Regions from separate parts of the Mus musculus genome. Here region 2 is linked to region 1. The links are chromatin contacts, called in public HiCAR-type maps. All regions are on one chromosome and are shown on one strand. Each heading gives the region's core, a stretch centred on a gene start, on an enhancer-like site or on the middle of the called end of the contact. The rest is flanking DNA. Distances are from core to core; before and after follow the strand shown. Region 1 holds the start of Slc35b3 (solute carrier family 35, member B3). Region 2 holds the start of Nedd9 (neural precursor cell expressed, developmentally down-regulated gene 9).

Evidence for each region. HiCAR-type assays count read pairs that join an accessible place to other places.
Region 2: a contact with region 1 is called in a HiCAR-type map of astrocytes, with 4 times the contacts expected there. The contact joins the promoter of Nedd9 here to the promoter of Slc35b3 in region 1. A contact is called at or near these places in 1 of 39 promoter capture datasets (cranial neural crest) and 1 of 115 datasets of contacts at active chromatin or transcription factors (astrocytes).

What each region holds. Positions count from the first base shown.
Region 1 is chr13:38,957,018-38,964,006 of GRCm38.p6, forward strand. Slc35b3 (solute carrier family 35, member B3) reads right to left here and starts at 3,520. Exons shown (of 10, transcript NM_134060.4): 1 at 3,415-3,520. 5033403F01Rik (RIKEN cDNA 5033403F01 gene) reads left to right here and starts at 3,602. Exons shown (of 3, transcript NR_131019.1): 1 at 3,602-4,205.
Region 2 is chr13:41,354,915-41,361,903 of GRCm38.p6, forward strand. It overlaps Nedd9 (neural precursor cell expressed, developmentally down-regulated gene 9), which reads right to left and starts at 4,087. Exons shown (of 7, transcript NM_017464.5): 1 at 3,939-4,087. The coding sequence starts at 3,950.

The DNA of each region.
Region 1 (6,989 bases), core at 2,270-4,769:
TCTTTATTCTGCCTTCCCTTCCTGTGCCTCAATCATTTGTATTTCTGTAATTGTTTTTATATGTCATATTGTAGGACATCCCTGAAGTAGAATTTTCATGATAAGCTATGTTTTAAATTCCCCACCTCCCATTGTCCTGTGTTTTAATACTGAGGGGGAAAAAATGTTCTGGTCTGCTTTCTATGTCCACCTCGACCGAGCACAGGTTCTGAGCTGCTCTTCCCTAAGTTCTTTCAATGAAAGGCCTACACTACTCATCTGCTCCTGAGTACAGCAGATTTCCAAAAGCCACCTGTTCATGCTGTCCCTTCTGCTTGATGTCTTCTTTCTTTGGGTCAGATTTAAGTTCAGTGTTGACACCCCCTCTCTGCTGTGACATCAAGCATTAATGCCTCTGGTTAGAAGACACAGGCAAGAGCAAACCTTACTAGTTGCTGCACCTTGGTATCTGACATGTATTTTTTATCCATACCAGAGAACAAATAAACTGGCACAGCTATGACAGCCACTCTCAAACTCCAGCTCACAGCACCCGTCGCCTGGACACGGTTTTGAAAGGACCGTGATGTTGGCAAACTTGTTTAGCAAGAATGAAAATCCACAGTAGATAAGAACAGGGAGGAGAATGAGATACTGATGCTGCAGGTAGGCAAACATGCACACACAGAGTGAGCCTCAGAAAATCCCTTCCCCACTTTTACTGACATCGGAATATTTATGCAGAAGGCAACTCTTTCCTAACATTGCTCTCTTCTGAAATGTTCAGAGTTAAATAAAATGCCAAGTTAACTAGCGCTGACAGTGGAAGAAAGCACCCCATGATTTGGAACTTTGCGTCTGAGCTCTGGAGCCACCTGAGGAGTCTTGGGCAAAGTCAACTCTCTGAGACTCAGGTTCTGAATCTCTACTGGGCAAAGGAAATGCAAGGGTTAAAGCATCTCTGCGGGATCTCTGAGACAAGTGTAAAAGAGCACAGCACACAGTATGGCATCCCAAATGCGGTAGCTTTTAGTATCCAGCTTTTCAGAAACACTGCTGAAGAGGTCTGGTGTGCTTAAGCTGACTCATCCTCCGGACATGGAATAGGAAACGGGGATCTGGAGTTCCCACCTAGCCTTCACTACAAATGTCCCTTCCGTCATCCACTATCAGAAAAAAAGATTCTCTTGTGCTCTGTTAAACATGTGACCAACATTACTCCATTCCACTCTCCTCCACTTTAACACTCCTACACACTTCCTGGAAGCCTTATGAGATGCAGTTCTAGGCTGCAGCACTACCCTCTTTAAAACACGTCCAACACAACACCCATCTCTCCTGAATTCTCTTTAGAGAGCACTTGTGCTAACAAGGAAATGGAGCCACTGTCACTGCTAACACGACATCTCATTACCACCAAACCTGCCCTGTAAAAGTCTGGCATTCAGTGTGCAGCTTTACACTACACTACTGATCAGAATATCGCTGGTCAGAAAGCATGAGTGAGGAAGGCCTCTGCTACTCTCAAACTCCGATCTCCGATGCTTGCAGTCTCACTTCTGTTTCTATTGTTAATAATTGATATTGTTATCTAAAGAATCAGAGCCAGGCATGGAGAGATGGCGTGGTGGTTAAAAATGTTTATTCCTCTTGCAGAAGTTTGGTTCCCAGCACCCGTCCTTGTTAGGTTTGCAATTGACTATTACTCTACCCTCAGATTCCCATCAGAACCCTCTCATGCATATATCCACAAGTACATTCATACACACACACACACAGACACACACAGACACACACACTACAAATAAATCTTATACAAACGAACAAACAAACAGGGACAAAGTCCTTATGGTACGGGGGGGGGGGGGGGGGGGGGGGGGGAAGGAGCCTGAACTACACAGAGAATTTAACACAAGGCTGGGCTACAGAGATCTTGTCTCCAAACAAACAAACAAAAGCTCAAGAACAGGATTACAAGTTTTCAAATCAAATAGCCAACATCTTGCTTTGCTTTAGAGACTCATAATACCCTCTGAAACTAGAACAGAAAGAAGTTGTGGAAGTGGATTGCTGCCTTGGGTCTCTTCTTAAAGCGCAACAGACACTTGGCACATTGCAGGGAGACATAACGGCTAAAATGGAGGTCAAAGAAGTGCTTAGAGTAAGTAAACACATACTGTGTGTGCACACACACAATCGGAAACAGGTGATGTTGCCTTACAATGACACACTGAAATAAAAGCTTATTTCTTTATACAAGTCTGTGTGTCTATGCCACAGATGGCAAGCAAGGGTCAGAAGACAACTCCTGGGAACTGGTTCTCTGTCATTTCACCTTATTGGTTCTGGGCTTGGCCACAGGCTTGGCCTCAGGTGCTCTTACCTGTCAGCTTGCTGGCCTCACCTTATCTCTTAACCTAGTCTTTTTTTTTTTTTTTTTTTTAATGTGAAGGAGGTACGCTTTCTATTACAAAGCTGGAATGGGAGGAAAACTTATCATGTGCACAGCCTGGAAAAGTCCCAGCTTCGCCAGAAACCTGCAACGCTCTAGTAACAATCATGTCTTCACAACTGGGTTCCAGGTGTGGGATAAGATCAAAGAGCAGAAAAACAAGATTGTGATTTCTCCCATACCTTATCACACAAAAGGGTGAGAGACTGGTGATTTCCGAAACTCTATTCCCCTCAAGGGCTAACAATAGGATTTAAAGTAGACTTTAAGCAGAAGTAATGCTATCTAAAATATTTTTCAAACGTTGTCAGTGTCTTTCCCCTCCAAGTCTCAAACTATCTCAACTCACTTGTAACAGAAATGTTTAACTAAAATTCGGGATTCTGATAATCTACTGTAGAAGTAACGCAGATGTAATTCATTCAAACACAAAAAACCAACCAAACAAAAAAACTCAAAACAAACAACTCATGATAGTAAACTAACAAAATCTTTCAGTGTTTTTCCCAAAGAAGAGAAAAGGAAGGAGGAAAGAAGGAAGACACGGAAAGATAGACAGACAAGGTAGGAAGAAAGAAAGGAGAAGAGAATTCAGCTGTAAAGCCCGAAAGAACGTACAGGGATTTCAGCGACATAAACTTAGCAGCCCTGCAAGAACAGTCAACTCGCTGCAAGGCAAACAGTCACCAGGTAACGGAGAGAGCGGACACAGACCCGGAAATGACTCTGAACTGCAAAAACAGCCAAGGGAATCCGAGAGACCAAGTCTCTGAGCACAGAGAGCAGGGTAGAGGAGGGGTCCGGCCCGGGGGTTCTCAGGCCAACAGGGAACGATGCTCTTCCCGGAAGCGCGCGCCCCGACCACCCCGACGGCGGCGGCGTCCACCTTCTCTGTTGACACGGTGTGGGAGCCCACCCGAGTTCTGCCTGACGACGCCTGGCCGCGCAGCAAGACCCCCACCTCCCAGCTCCGCCGCTGTCACCTCCTCGGTCTCCGTCTCCGCCTCCGGGTCTGCTCCCGCGACGGCCGCCTCGGCCGCCACCTCCCCGGAAGGTCTTCACACGCCGGACCCTGCGCGCCACTTCCGCCTAGGCGTCTCTGTGCGCGTGCGCCGGCGCGCGGCTCCGCCCCTTCGCCCTCCCCACCCCCTCGGCTGTTTCTACCTCTCCACCCTGCTCCTGCGTGCTCTGAGCAAGGGTCCTGTCCATCTCGTGGCTTCTGCGACCCAGTTGACTTCACATCCGCGATCGTGAGCCGGGGCGTGTGAAGGATGCCAAGGTTTAGAGTGCTCGAGCCGGATCTCAGCAGCCTGAGGTTCCCTTTCCCCAGCCTCCACCTTTTGATTCAAAGGGATGAAGTTGCTTCTCAACTACTTTCCTGTCCCAGTTCTCCGGACTCACTCCTACCCTTCTGGCCAAGGTGGACTGAAGAAACAGGAAGCCTGCGTCACATGCCCTTACAGTGATGATGGTTTGTAATTGGCCAGAAATGAACCAGGATTGTGTTGACATGCCACTCACTGCTTGAAATGTAAATCCCTGGCTTGGAGTCTGACAAATGTTATAAAATCTCTGATATTTGATCGCCAAATATCATAAATTATTCCACATTGAGAGCTACACTTACAGTTACTGAGATACAATGAAGAAAATGCCAAGATGGGCTTGGCGATAAGGATTATTACGATTACCTTAACCGGAATAGTATTCAAGAGTCTGCTTTGAAAAGGGGTGAATAGTGTCAACAGAAACGTTACAATCCGGTCAGATGTGTGTAAGTTTTAAAATTTCACAAGAATTAGGCATTGGGAAGCATTTATGCCTTAGGAGAGAATCTCTGAAGTGGTGAGGGAAAAGGTCCAGCTAGACATTTTAAAAATACCAGCCTTGCTAAGCCAGTTTTGTATGAAAGTTGAAACTTTAAAAAAAGGGGAGGAAAGAAAAAATCCTAAAGAGAATAACAAAGCCCATTTAGACATTTAGAGATGTCATTCTATGGCTCAACAATAGCAAATAGTAGCAGTAAAACAACTGTCAGCCAAGAAGGAACATTATTTATCAAACACCTGTTGAATGTGCCTATGTGTAGGGTCATATGCATAATTTATAAGTAGCTTATATGGACTTCCAGCCCTTAAGGAGTTATAGGACATAGGTGAGAAGGTAAATGGTAATATAAATCTGGAATACAAGAGGGGTTAAGGTCCACCCACTCTTGCTTAGGCAATCACAATAGCCTAGCTGGCTTCTATTATCTTTTACTTCCTTACAGCCTAATTCTGCCCAAGAGCAGGATTTGATGCTGCTTTGCTCTCAATGCTTTAATGGCTTTTACCATCTCATTGAAACCTAAAACCCTCTCCGTGGTTTGCAACTTGTTCTTGATGGGTCATATCCAAACAACACTTTAGAATTCATCTAACCCCCGTCAGGCACGACATGCCTCACTTTGCTTTGCTTTTCCTATTCCTTTGGTGTGGCACATTGCCCTCAGATATGTCCACTGGGAATGAAAACCAAGCATTTACCAACTGTTACCGTGGAATTAGGGATGAGGTGAGTGAGAGAGTAAGCAGGTAAGAGCAGCCCTGTTTGCCAATAGGAGCAAGGAAGACTGCAGTTATGGCCAGCCACAAAGCTAGATCCGAAACAGGGTTACCATTGCCTGTGGACTCATGAGGAATGCATACTCTTAATGTGAAGACAAGAAGCGCAGTCTCAGCATGTTGATAGCTTTTGACTAACCACAGAACAAACAGAAGAACCAAGGAACTATTCCCACAAAAGATAACCTCATGCCCAAACTCTATCCTTGAGAGGGAAACAGATCCCGTGACTCTTGATGAAAAACATTGTATTGCCACTGAGAAACACTGTATTTCAGTTTAGTGGTCATCTCCCAGCACACTTGAAGCCATTTGCACAAGGAGTTACTCTGTAGAAAGTAAATTACCAAGTCGCCAAGGGCCATTGTGCATAAATGCTGAGTGGATAGTGATGTTGAAGACTCAAAATGGAGGCCTAGTGGTGAAAGGCATGCTGTCCATAATCTATCTCACAAGGGCATCCCCAAAGTATGTAAAGTCCTTCAGAGAATGAGTATTTAACAACAGACAAGGTCTTCTCTGATCTGTGCTGTTGATGCAAGGAAGGGGCTGCTGGAAGCTCTTGAAAAAAAGTCTACTTTTTAGGGTCCAAAGTGGGAAATTAGATACTAATTGCACATACAAGGAAACTGAGATTTCATTACTAGACAGACTTGAAAAATGTTCAGAAGGTGTTCTCTTCTCCTGACAACTTTTTGACCAACCTGCGCAGATCTTGACTGATGGACCTGGGATCCGAGGTCCTGAAAGAATGGGGCAGACTATGGTGTAATGCTGCAGACAATCTTATTACAGTTTCAGTGCACAAAAGCACATGAGTGTAACCAAAGAAAGCAATAATCCAAGTAAGGTTTGTTTCAGTTCAGAAAAACATGTAAATCAATGCCAGTAAGCACATACTAAATATTAACAGAGCAGCCCTTTCTCAGGACAGAGAGCAATTGAGACACAATTTCCTGGCATGTATTATAGATTATATCTGGGAAAGCATGAAAGCAAGGCAGAAGGTCATATCCAGATTCAGGGTACACTGACCAGCTTGGTTTCTATAGCTATGACCTGACATCCAACAAGAATAACCATGTCTTCAAAATCGAATGTAAATGTTTGTCACAGGAGGCACCAAACTGTGTTCAGTAACAATTCAGGGGTCAAGGTTCACCTGCTGTAAAAGGCTCTCTGCCTTTTCCCCCCTGGAACTTCTTTCACAGTTCCCCAAGGCATTGTTCGCCTTAGGTCAATATTTTACCAAGTTCCCAAAATAAGACTCTGAGATCAGATGCTAATTTCAGAATTTCAGAGGCAGCATTACTACCAAAGACTTTAAAAATATAGGGGATGTTGCCATGAGTTGTTTGGTCCTCTGCAGTAGTCAGACAAACCGTGATGTGCAGTTGCTGGGCTCTAGTCAACCTATCTAAGTAACTCCAACAGTAGCTACTGTCAAATGAGTGAGTTTTAATGAGAATGCATGTTTTTATGTGATTATTGGTCTGGCAGATGCCCCATTGGTGAGGTAGAACAAGATCAGTTGGCTCCTTCATGAAAATAACTGGAGTATGATCCAGCCCTGCAGGAATTGTGCCTGACATAAAGGGTTCCAGCTCACCTTGTTTCTCTGTAGTCTCAACATGCTAATTAGATCTAGAGAGGAGGAAAGACCTATGTGCCTAGGTATATGTGATGTATATGTGAAGTAGGGTGGGCAAGAAAACCCACCTTGGAGTTTGGAGTCTGCCAGTATTGTGGATATCTGAGGTGGAGAGTGCTTGTGACATATTCTTACTTTGGTTTATCTCAACCAATGACTTGAGACAGGAGTGTGCAGGGTAGCAAAAGGTAGATAAGGGAGAGACCAATAGCAAGAAAGGCATTCCAGATCTCATTACAGAGGCTGCTGCCCTTTGAAGTGGATGTAATTTTATCAGGGCTGAAATCTCAAATGGATTTCC
Region 2 (6,989 bases), core at 2,837-5,336, 2.4 Mb after region 1:
CTTTGAAAGGTGTCGAGGCAGGATTTTGTCTGGCTTTGTTTTATTTTGTCTGAGACTCGGGGTAAGGAGGAGGGTACGGGAAGGCACTTGCAAGGTTCCGGGCACAGGGACAATGTGTGGTCTAAGAAGAAGGGGTTGCTGAGGGCTTCAGCCTGTGTTGTACAGCGTGCTAAACATGTTATTATCAAGACACCTGCAATTTTGACAAAGCCTCATCTCTGGACATGTAAAGTCCTTTAGCTTTAAACTGGGTTTCCTAGGTAAATATAAAACCATAAATAATGAAGCTATGCTTTTCAAAACGCCTTCTGTCTGCTTTTAAATTTACAGGCAGCACACACCATTTTGAAAGCTGGTGGGGTTGGAAGGGGACCTAAGTTTCCATTGAACACAACAAGCAATTTAGAAAAAAAAATTAAAGCTTATACATCAAACCAAAAAGGGGTATAAATGGTCATTATCAGCTAAACCAAAGGTCTGCTATAACTTCTCCTTTAAGACAGCTTTGGAAAATAAAAATATTTTCTAAGTTCCTCTCCAGAAGCCTTTGACTGTAGCTTTCTCTTTTCCTTGAGTTTCTTTGCTCTCATTCAATTGGACTACAGGAATCTGAATTCCAGACTATAGGTGTTTTAAAAACTGTATTGCCATATTCTACTATACCTTGTTTTTAAAGTCAAACCATTGAAGAGTGATTTTTTCCCTTTCTTTATATTGACTAGAAAATAGATTAAACTTTGACTGCAGACACTTAAGGGTTCTGAAACTTGGCAAAGCCTCAAAAGTGCCTCAGCCGCAAGAACTCAGTCACGTGCTGCACTTAGTGAACACCTTCCAGGCCTGGGCATGAAGTAGGTTGGGCCTCATTCCAGGCCCACACTATGTGGGCAGGGCTTTCAGGGCTCCAGTTAAAGATGAGGGACTGGAACTAGTCCCTCACCTGCAGAAGAAAGGGCAATATCCTCTGGCAACCTTCATATCCTCCCATCTTCTATTGGACAGGCAAGCCAAGGCCATAGAGGCATAAGGAACATAGGCTCTACATTAAAGGAATTTTATATAGAACATTTTGTTGTTGTTGTGTCTGAGACGAGGTCTCACGATGTAGCCTTGGCTGGCCTGGAACTCATAGGGATCCCCCTGCCTCTGACTCCACAAGAGCCGTGATTAAAGGTGTGTTCCACCATGCCTGGCTTCATTATGTAGAATCTTAACAAAGGAAGTTTGTACAATTCACTGTCATTCAGACAGACTCTTCTCAGAGAAATGGAACCTTAAACACCCATGACAGTCTTTCCACGAACAAACAAAAATGTAAGTAAACTAAAAGCAGACTAGATGTGTACTAAGTGGAAAGATTTACCTAAAGCAATAGCTTGCATTCCACAGCCCTCATAGTTGTAATTGCTGGCTGCCTCGAGCTGTGTATTTTGAGGACAAACTGAGTGGAAGTTGATTGCACCCTGGTTATGAACCCTGAAGTAGCTAAACAAGACCATCTGGTTAACAACAGACAAAAAAGAAAGGAAAAAGAAAAGAGAAAGAAAGAAAAAGAAAGAGAAGCCTTTTAAGCCTGACTTATAAATCTTACAATGATCCATTTTTAAGCCCAAGCTAAATTTATAGTTTATGTGCAACATAGTGTTTAAGAGATAATTCCAGACTCCTGGGTTTTACAATCTAATAATTATCTGGTTTTACTACTTAAGTAGCTCCAATTAAACAAATAAATGCCAACTTCGTATTTCAGTTTGCAGAGTTACCACTGAAACAAAATAGAAGACTGACTATCCTGGGAGAATACTTGGGAGGGAATAGTTCTGAACTTTCTGAGGCCAGAACATACTGGTCTGAGGGATGTTTTAGGGAGTTACAGATGATTTCTGTTTTAGGGTTTGCTTTCCCTTTCCTGGTAGTGTTTAAATCACCAGTATTAGATCAAGATCACTTTTAATCCCATGCTCCTCAGTTGGTGTGTCGGAAAAAACCCATCATTTAACTTCTGTGTGCCACAGTTGCTACTTTGGGAAAATAAGTGTGCCTCGGAGCTAATGGGGAGAGTTAAGTGTGACGGACTTGTATCGCTTTACCCATCATGCCTCTGCTTCAGCATCTCCTACACAGAATGACTAATTCTCTCCTGAAAGACAGTTATCTTTCATTAGCTAAATAGACTTTATGACAGAGGGAAAAGTGGCTCGCTTCTGCTATGGTCAACTCAGGGTGCCCATGTGTGAGTTGTTTACTTGGGGAGCATAGCGTTTTTGCTGGTGAAGTTGTCTACAATAATAATGAGATGATGGTGATGATGGTGATGGTGATGATGATGATAAATAACCATGTATTTCTATTGCTCGGCAAAGTGTTCAACTCTGGGCAGACTCAGCCAAGTGGAAAGCATTCCCCAGTTGCAGTTTCTCACCTGCAGTGTAAATCATCAGTCCCCATGATATTTTCTTTCCATAAAGAGCAAAGCGAAACATGATGAGGTCACTGAACCAAAGTGACTTTAGATGTCGTCACATGTCCTCACCTTCTAGACTACAGCACTCAGAGTTCACACCAGCTATTTAATGTCCCAATGATGGACAGAGTTAATCCTTTCTCTTTTCTCTATAACACTGTCTTGATTCAACAACAGGGAGAATGGGAAGGAAAAAAAAAAAAACAACATTGCAGGCTTGATACCATGTATCCCCATCACTTCCAAAAAGATTCTGTTCCTGCCAGGTAGAAAGCTGCATCATTTCTGACTGACTCCTAGAGCTTTCCTTTCTTCTGCCCCTCCCCATAGATGTACGAAATGGAAAGCTGATAGGAGATGACAATAGATATCTGGGTCTTTAGACTGCTGGAACTTCCCCAACAACTATCACTCATGCTTTGGCTCACAGCTTTTGAACAAGATTTATAGACAGGGAACCAGTGGCTGTTAGCTACAGCCTTCTATCCCAAAGGAAGGGCCAGAGGCTACATACCGCAGAGGGAAGCCAAGTTAGCCCCTAGCTAAGTCAGTTAACTGGCTCTGTTAAGTCACCTTACCAAAACGAATTTTTGAAATGACACAGTCCTTTAAAAGTCGAGGACTCATGTCTCTTCACCATTAAAATTAAAAAAAAAATTTTTTTTTAAAAAAAAGGATCGTAAGTAAGTACCGCCAAGTCATTGCCATGAACTGCTACTGGGCCAAGTCCCTTGGAAACTGCCTCATTAGACGGGATGTGCTGAGCAAGGCATAATCATTTTGCCAAGAGTAACCCCAGAAACCGTGGTGCAAAATGCAGTGGAAAATAGAGCTGCCAAAATTATGAGCAGGACATTCTGTAAGCGTCAGGGAAAATAAGCCAGCCGGAGCCTTCATACTTTCAGACCCGTTCAACCCCAATAAAGAGTTATCCAGAAATGACTAACAGCCATTTATTCATAAGGATGTGGGAATTCTCCATCATCGCGCCTATGATAGTGTCTGGGTTTTTAATCTGCTTCTACCGAAAGGACCTCGAGCAGACAGCTTCCCAGATCAAGTGCTTAAGGCAAAAATCTGAAAAGGTGCTTTTAGAACCTGTCAGAGACTCAGCAGTTCTGACTCTCCTTATTATGGCTCCCCAAGCTGGCTTTGGTCAGGCAGAGACCTGCGACTTGCCTGCTGCGAGGCGAGTTAGACACCCTCTGATCTCTGGCGGCGGCTCCTATGCTAACTCTACTCCACCGCCTTCCGCCACCCACAACAACTTTCAGAACCATGCACCAAGAACTAGTGGATCTGAAAGCGCATGTCTGCTGGCGGTACACCCGGGGGAAGCCTGGAAGCGAGATCAGACGCAGCTCGGCAAAACCAGACACACAAGGGATCCCTGCCCAGTTGTCAAGGTGGGAAAGGCGCCGGCCGGCACAGCTGCCTCTAGCTTCTCAGGAGACGGCGTACAAGGCACTCTTACCTTGTACTTCATCTCGGCGGTGATCTGATGAGCCCTGGTCCTATCGAATCACACAGTGAGTGAGGCACTGCAGAGTCCGCCCCTCCATTGAGCGCTGGGCTGGATGGAAATGAGAAGCCTTCGCCTCCCGCGCACTGCGGAGTCTCTGAGCTCACAGCCCAGATCCAGACCAGCACGGCGCGGGCCTCGTTTGCATACCGCGCCGCCATTGGCTGCTGGTGGCGGTGAAGGTAACGCCTCCACCCCGCCCACCTCTAACTTCTGAAACCCTCCGACAAAGAGCGTGTAATACGATCATTTCTTTTCACGTTATCAAAAGGGCGGAGGAGAAAACAGAAAGTGGGGAGGCGGCCCCAGCCACCCGGAGAAATAAAAATATAAAGAGGAAAGACATAGGAACCAGACAAAGGAGGTACGTTCCTTTTGAGAGTAACCTAAGTTTTAAAGAATCCGAATTCACAAAGCAGTCTGACGATCGCGCTTCCTGTGACCTAGCAACTAGTTCATAAACCCATTTCATTTCAAAGCCATTCACCTTACAATCTCTACATGAAACGAGCTGGAGGAACAAAGGGTTTTCTGTCTCCAGTACCCCCCCCTTTTTTTTTTACTAACCACCCCTGCTGATAGCTCTCTTTCCCTGTCTTTTCTCTTCCCCTTCCCTTTTCTGTGGCTGCTCCCCTCACCCCCAAGTGTTCAAAGTACTTTGCTAAGTCAGTCTGCTAGGAGCTGGAAAACATTTCTTTCTCAATGAAAAGGAACTCACTCATAAGCACCAGGCCTTCCCGGTTCTTCTCACTAGGACCTCCGAGGATAAAGGATAGGTGGGAACCCATGCAGGTTCTATAGAACACACCCGATACATCACGCCTGTCCAGCCAGCACTCTCCTCTTTGACCGCTGGCATTGCCAGATTCCGCTTTTGAACACCGAGGCCTTTTCCTTTTGACCTCTCTCCCCCAAATGACCCATTAGCCCACTCACACTTATTATTCAGGGAGAACGCTTCTGTTTGATAAGCCTGGTTTAAAAAAAAAAAAAAAAAAAAAAAAAAGAACAGCCTCTTTCAGGCAGAGCGCGGGACATGATTTGTAGAGCGGTTCCATTCTGAGATTTCTATAGAGAAAGAGAATCACTCAGGAGAAGACAGGCTTTTCTTTTCCTCGGGCCTCAGGACTTGGAGTATTCAGGACTATCCCCCAGTTGGGATGCATTCCAGCCAGACTGCACGACTCGGGTGGAAAAAAAAAATCAGCTCTTACTTCTTTCCTGACTAAGGTAGTCCAGAATCAGTTTTGCCTCCCCAATCCCCTTCTAAATTTCCAATGGATTAAAACTTTTGAAAATAAATGATTTAAGCCAAAAGCATAGGAGAGCAGATGCCGCATAAAAGTGGTTTCTGGGGGTGGGGGTGGGGGTGGGGGTGGGGTAGGGTTTACATTGACAATTGAATCCACATTTGGCTGCAGCTTGGAGTTTGCTCTACAAGATGTCCCTGGCCACCTTCGTGAAGTTGACATCCCGGTTCAGGCCCCTTCCAGGTCATGGCTTTTACTTCCTGATCTCAAAGCCGAATTGAACCTGTGTGATTCGCAAGGTCTTTTGTACACAGATTAGGCACGAAGCAGATTGCGGTAGCAGGATCATCCTGGCAGCCCTGAAGATTCACACTAGGGACCTATGTTTGTAGGACAAGTCAAATCTTTCTCTCTAGATTTGTCCTGGTTCCCCAGGAGACAGAGATAGCATTCCTTTGACTTCTTCAGCAGCCAGGCTGAATCATGCTTAGATGAGTGGATTAAAGCAAGGCTAACCCATTCAACCTCAACATTGCCAAAGCCTGTGCTAGGCGTTTGTGAAATTGTCTTCTCAGGGTAGATGGCTTGATTCCTATCAGGCAAATCGATACACATTCCTTAACTTTGCAATGCTAGCCTTATAAAATGAGGACATAATAATGTGTACCTGCTAGGGAAGAGAGCTAGGGTTTTCCTTGAGTGTGATAGGAAGCCATCTAAGAATTTTGAGAAAAAAACAATTTCCCTGTTTTTGCCCTTATTATCATGCTGTGATCTCAGTGCAGCCTAAGTAACACAAGTCATTTTGTTTTTATTGGTTATGCTCCCTCTAAACCTTTTGGAGAAACACAAATTCAGTAAATAAAGGAATAGCCCTTTCTGTATTGATTGCCTGAGACGCTGAATGTGAAAAATATGAAAAACTGATTATATAATTAAATTATTCAGGAAACCAGTGGGTTGGTTGGTACCTTTCCAGAACCGCCAAGGACCCTGGGCTCAGTCCCAACCCACGCTCACCAGCATCCTACGAGTAGGTGCCTCTTTGGAGAAAGCCATGCCCAGTTAGACCCTACTGCATCCAGGAGTCAGGGAAATGGCACCCGGTGCTTTCTGAGGGATTTTATTAGTAGCCATTGGACGTTGGTCAGAGCACACATGGAAATCAAGCAAATACTGGAACTGCTTGTGGCTCAGGCAGAACCCAGTGGCTATTTTGTCTGGGTGAAGGAACTAGAGCCCATGAGCAAGGAGGAGAGCCCCCTGGGGAATCAGCAAAGAGAACTCAAAGCTGACACGCAGAGACCTTGAGCCCTCTGGGTGTGATCCTACTAGTCATATGTATGGTAAGCCACTCTCCCGACTCTCCACTCTATTTAGAGATTTCTCTTTAGTTTCCTTCCTCGAAATCTCTCTATCTTCAGCGTTACTACCAGTTCCCTTCCCAGAGGACAGAGGGGATGGCGTTTAGATGGAATTGAACAGTCTCTTATCGATATGCTAACATCTTAGGAAGCAGACACCTTGGTGTGGACTATAATGAGAACTTCGCCAATCCTCGTTTCAGTTTTTTTCCTCCACACCCCAGGCTTATTTATACCTTACTGGCATTGCACAGATGGGTCTTTCTACAGAGAATGCTCTGGCTGCTTGTCCGCTATCAGGCCTAGCTCAACACACTAATGCCTTTGTGTGTGCTGGTCCACAGCCCCCGCCCTGCCCACCTCGCCCTTTCAGAACAAATCTCTCCTTC